Linked DNA regions of Pan troglodytes: region 2 is linked to region 1. A link is a contact called in public HiChIP or PLAC-seq data. All regions are on one chromosome and are shown on one strand. The core of a region is the stretch at or near the end of the contact, and the rest is flanking DNA. Distances in the headings are between cores, read along the strand shown. Region 1 holds the start of DDX31 (DEAD-box helicase 31). Region 2 holds the start of CFAP77 (cilia and flagella associated protein 77).

What was found. HiChIP or PLAC-seq counts read pairs in DNA pulled down with a chosen protein or histone mark.
Region 2: a contact with region 1 is called in an H3K4me3 HiChIP or PLAC-seq map of stem cell-derived excitatory neurons, with 5 times the contacts expected there. The contact joins the promoter of CFAP77 here to the promoter of DDX31 in region 1.

Annotation. Positions count from the first base shown.
Region 1 is chr11:5,790,973-5,793,768 of NHGRI_mPanTro3-v2.0_pri, forward strand. It overlaps DDX31 (DEAD-box helicase 31), which reads left to right and starts at 1,331. Exons shown (of 19, transcript XR_010148803.1): 1 at 1,331-1,986. GTF3C4 (general transcription factor IIIC subunit 4) reads right to left here and starts at 1,247. Exons shown (of 5, transcript XM_016961943.4): 1 at 891-1,247. The coding sequence starts at 1,247.
Region 2 is chr11:6,049,849-6,052,644 of NHGRI_mPanTro3-v2.0_pri, forward strand. CFAP77 (cilia and flagella associated protein 77) reads right to left here and starts at 1,405. Exons shown (of 6, transcript XM_001168332.7): 1 at 934-1,405. The coding sequence starts at 1,128. It overlaps TTF1 (transcription termination factor 1), which reads left to right and starts at 1,447. Exons shown (of 11, transcript XR_001721062.4): 1 at 1,447-2,796.

The DNA of each region.
Region 1 (2,796 bases), core at 81-2,580:
CCAAAGAATGTAAGCTTCATGAGGGCAGGGGTTCTGTTTTGTACACTGCTTTATTTCCAGAACATGGGGCAGCACCAAGCAGAATGGTATTCAAATATCTATTGAATGTATGAATATACACTTTGACAGATCACATGTAAGCGTACACCTCTATCAAGGATATATGGAAAGTTTTTACACCTCTAAGCAACTAAAAGGAACGCTATGGCTTACTACTTGACCTTGCGCTTGAAGTTTAAGATAGGCAGTTGTTTCGAATCTTTATTTTCATTCAACATCCCAAAGATGTTTAACTAGTAAAGAAAAACTAAAGTACAAACCCCCGAGATCCAGTATTTACCCGTTTGCCCAAGGGGAGGCGAGGACCATTCATAATAAAGTCACTGAAACAATTAAGACAATGGATGGGATCAGTTTTTCTTTTCTGAAGCTAAAGAGGCGCGAGAGGATAACACACACAGTAGACAAAGCCAGCCAAGAACCTTGGAAAGTCGGCCCCAAACAATAGGAGCAACGACAGAGGCAGGCCCCGGGTTGGATCTACAGGGGGTGGAGTCTCAGAAAGCACCACCGAGTAACCCGCTCCATGTGCGGGCCCGACGCAGGGGCGAAGGAGGGGTTCGTGGGACTCAACTCCGGGAAGCCCCCTGGGTGTGGACCTGTGTTTGCGGCGGCGGGTGACCTGGGGAAACAGGGTGCAGACAGTTGCAGAGCTTTTCTTTTTTTTTTTTTTAAGCTGTGGTAACCCCGGCTGCTTAATAAATCCCCAGCGCTCGGGGCGAAGAGGGAAATCCCCGGACAGAGTGTGGGATCGGATTCCCCTGGGACGGATGATGCGGCCGCGAGAGGGGGACAGGGGAAGACCCCAGGGATGGCGGGGGATGACTTACTTTGAGGAGACAGCTGTTGAGCGGTGCGGGCACCGAGGTGCGGTGGATAACCAGGTCCTGGCCCGGGTTGTGCACGTCGCAGATGAGCTCCAGCACAGCGATGCTGCGGGCCGTGGACACAGACACGCGGTGGTCCTCGGACCAAGCCAGCGGTTCCAGGCCGCTCACCGCATACTGCAGCTTCACGGCCGGCTCCCGCCGAGTCACCATGAGGCGGAATGCAGCGCTGGGCCCCGGGGCCGCGTCCGCTGCTGGCTCCTTCCCGCCCGCCTCGCCGCCCCCCTCTCCCTCCTCCTCCCCGGACGGCGCAGGCCCGTCGTCCGCGGGCCCCACCCGGGCCTGGTCGGCCGTGTTCATCTTCTCTCAGGTGCAGAGGTCGGACGCCCTGGCGCTCCACGCAGTCGCGCGACCACCTCCCGGACCGCCGCCGCCACCCCCAGCGCCCTCCGCGGCGGTTTTCTCCCCTCAGGCCCCGAGCGCCGCCGAGCCAAGAAGGACCCCGCCGTTGCCAGGCAACGCGGCCCTACCAGGTGGCCAAGGAACTGCCTGTCCAGAAAAAGGACAGCGAGCGGGGAGCCCCGAGGACCCCCTTTTCCCTGCCCAGGGATTGAGCTCCAGAGCCTGTTAGGGAGCTACCCAGACAGGCTTTAGTTCCTAAAGTGCTGAGGAAACGCACGGGGCGGTAAAGGGGAGGCTCGTCGGTGAGATGGCGCCGGATCTCGCTTCTCAGAGGCATTCAGAGAGCTTCCCCAGCGTGAACTCTCGGCCGAGTGTAATTTTGCCAGGCCGCGAGGGACGCAGAGAGGGGCTGCCACCAGGCGGGGGCACGCGCGGTAGTCTTGTCCCTACCCGCCCGGTGCCGCTGTCCCCGGCTCCCCTCGGGACGAGTCCGTACAGCTGGAGCCGTTCCGGACCCGGAAGGGGCGGGGGCGCAGGGTCCTCGCGCGTCCCACGTGGGGTCCCGGGCCCAGCAGTCTGCGCACCGGGCTCGCTGCTGCACCACGCGTCACCCACACAGGCCATGGCAGCCGCCGACGGTTCGCTCTTCGACAACCCCAGGACGTTCTCCAGACGTTCCCCAGCCCAGGCGAGTCGGGTGAGTTCTGACCCGGCTTCAGCTCCGTCCCCACCCGCGGCCCGGCTGTGGGCGCGCCGCGAGCTGCAGCCGTGCCTTGGAGTCGGGTTTCGAGTCATTCACGGAGTTAAGCGGGAGAAAGACACCGGGCAGCTTCGGGACAAGTTGCGCCGAAACACGTGTCTCTAACCGGAACACCACCCGCGGGGATGCGCCTGGAAGCGGGGAGTGGAGCGGTGTGGAGGGGCGGGGAGCTGGCTCCTGCGCCTAGAAAAGTAAAGGAAGGAATTAGAGGCTGTTTCCCGTGGAAGGTAGGACCTGAAGTTCCGGCGCAAGCCCCAGGCCAAAGCTTAACTTCTCTAAGCCAGTTTCCTCGACTGAGTGCGGACTAAGCTCTGATTTTTTTTTTTTAATCTTGCCCGCATTGCTGTCTGGGAAGAGTCATGCCCTACAAACCATAAATTCTCATCAGATGGCTTTCATTTAACCCTATATATCGTGACTTACTTTCCAAACTGGCTCTGGCCTAACATTATGTGACAAAGAAGAAAGTTAAAATATTACCCCTAAACATGTTTCTTTGCCATATTTTGAAATGGCTTTGCAAAGCTGTTCTTTGGGGGGGGGGGGGTGGACATTTGCATCTGCAAAGAATCTCTATTAACATAGCTAGATCTGTTTCTTCCAGGCCCTCCCAATCCTAAAGAGATTAAGAGTCTACCACCTTTCAAAGATCTTAATAGGAAACACTTGTCGTCTGTTGTCTCTAAGGGCAGCCACTAAAGACTTGAAAAGAACCTTGGTCTCCACAATCTTTTATCTTAACCTGAG
Region 2 (2,796 bases), core at 155-2,654, 260 kb after region 1:
TTTTCCCCAAAACAAAAACAAACCGCCACCACCACCTCTGGGCTCCACTCAGCGCCTGGCGGTCACACAAATAATTGCTGTTGAATCCACAGTTACCACCTGCGCCTTCCACTCCCGCACCTGGGACGCGGGGCCCATTTTTAAAGGCGCACTGCCCTCCAGCGGCGCAAGATAAATTCGCCTCGAGGCTTGCTCCCTGACCCCCAAGCCTCAGCCTGACTTCTCCAGTGGCCCCCGGGAAGGTGTGGCCGCCACAGCAGTGTTGGTTTCCCATCAGCGGGAAGCGAGGCTAAAGGTGGGGAGGAGGGAAGCGTAATGGAAGGGAAAGTGATCCAGCCCGAAACCGCAGCTCCCTCATTCTTCTGCGGAGCCTCCTAGGCCAAAGATTATGCTTTTTTTCTCTTAGGGTTGTAATTTGGGTAAGAAATTAGTATGATCGGACGGAAATGAACATTCGACATGATGCTTCCGGGACAGACACGGAGCCACCGCTGCATAGACGTACCCCAGGCGTGCAGGGGAACGGGAGAGGCGGCCTTTACCCTGGGAGGGCTGGCAGCCACCACTTAGACTGGGCGTGTGCGACCTGTCACCCTGTGGGTTCACTCTTTGGGAAACCACAACAGCCCCCATTGCAGCCTTACCCCATGTCAGGCGCTGTCCCGAGGTCCTGCAGAAATTACCCTATTCAATCTTCCCAATCAGTCCCTTTAGTGGTGCCATTATCATCCCACTGTGAGGATGGGGAAACGGAGGCTGAGAGAGGCGACGCGACCTGCACGGGTTCCAGGCCTGTCTGGACCAGGGCTGGAGCTTCCCACGCTGCGCTCGGACCCCGGGCCGCGGGGCCAGGGCGCTGCGGGTGGGGACCCCCGGCGGCGCGGGTGCCCGGAGCCGGCGACAGCGAAAGCGCGGTGGGCGTGGGGTGCTCACCTTGACGATGAGAGGGTTCTGAAACATGGAGTCCCGCACGACCCCCAGCCGCTCGTTCTCCATGCCGGAACGGATGTCCGCCACGGTCAGGGGCCGCCGCGGGGGCGGGCAGACCTGGCTGACCGTGCGGCGCACAGGCTGCTGCTGCTTCCTCCATCGCGTGAGGTCCGGGCCGGAGCTCCTGGCCTCTGGCATCCTTGGGGTCGCCGGGGAGCCGGCCCGCGGGCTGGTTTGGGCGCGCTTCCCCAAGTCGGGCACAGCCTGGAGCTCCGAAGTGCTTGCCGGGCGGCCCGGGCCGCACCACCGGGATCCTGAGGGGGAAACTCAGATGCCAGGACCCCTCCGGAGCCAGGCGCGCCCCGCTCGCGCCGGCCCCTCATCGCAAAGAGCCCCGGAGCCCTGCAGGAGCCCCGCGGGATCCTCAGGGCGTCTCCTGGACCCCGCGTTGCAGACTGGGAGAGGAAAGAAAACCAAGACCACCCCTGGAGGACGAATGCAACGGCCCGTCTCCTTGGCGACGGGACGCCAACAGAGCCCGGCTCGGCTTGTACTTTTCTTTCAAGAAACTCTTGGTGGCTACCAGTGTGGACTTGTTTGGAGTTTTCCTGAATCGATACAGGAGAACCGAGAATCTCCAGTGGGTTGCGTTCAAAGCGGCGTGGCTCATAGAGGATCATTTACATTTGTCTTCCAAGTCGAAGACTCCACCCTCCGCTCACCCCCATTCCACTCACAACCCCTCCCCACCTCTGCTCTTTGCGCCACACACACACCTGAGACAGAGCACGAAATGCATTCCAAGCCTGATGCTGATGCTGACCCACTGGGAGGACTCGGGCAAGTCACCCTCTTGGATCCTAAGGGCTTTTTTTCTTTTTTTCCTGTGAGATGGGTGACAAACGCTAGAGTTGGATTACATCAATGGTTCCCAAATTTAAGCAACAGAATGAAGGGAAATTGAAAAATACAGATTTGGGCTGGGCTTGGTGGCTCACCCATGTAATCCCATTGCTTTGGGAAGCCTAGGAGGGAGGATGGCCTGAGCCCAGGAGTTTGAGACCAGCATGGGCAACATGGTGAGGTCTCATCTCTACCAAAAATTTAAAAAATTACCCAGGTGTGCTGGCACACACCTGTGGTCCCAGCTATGGGGGAGGCTGAGGCAGGAGGATCACTTGAGGAGGTTGAGACTACAATGAGCCGTGTTTCAGCAACTACATTCCAGTCTGGATGACAGAATGAGACCATGTGCCAAAAAAAGAAAAACGAAGATTCACAGGACTCACCCCAGACTCACTAAATCAGAATATCTGGAAATGGCATCTGAGGCTCTCCTTTTTTTTTTTTTTTTAAGAGACGGAGTCTTGCTCTGATAATGACATGAGCCACCTCACCAGGCCAGATGCTGCATTTTTAAAAATCCCCTTACCCACCCACCCACAACTTGGTGAAAAAGTTCAAACCTACAGAAAAGTTGAAAGTCGAAAGAAGAATACAATGAAAATACATATAGGCTTCACCTAGATTCGGTTAGATTTTGAAGGGAAGGGGAGGGTTAAAGAAAGAGTGGCGGCTGTACAGCAAATTCAGGCTTTATGTCCAGCATGAGACCTACAGAGATGGGAGACCAACTTATGCCAGTGCCTACCGCTGCTTACAGGCTGGGGAAATTATAGGCCTGGGCGGGGAGGGGCCCGGCGGGTATGGCCTGCTGCCCGGGAAGATGTTGATAAGGTATTCCCATGATGAGGCAGTTTGGCCCTTGTTCTGGTGGAATGTGATGTTCCTGTCACTTTCTCCCAGCAGAATATGATAAGAGGCAGGCTGTTTCTCACCGCCTGAACCCCCGTGGAATGTTTCACT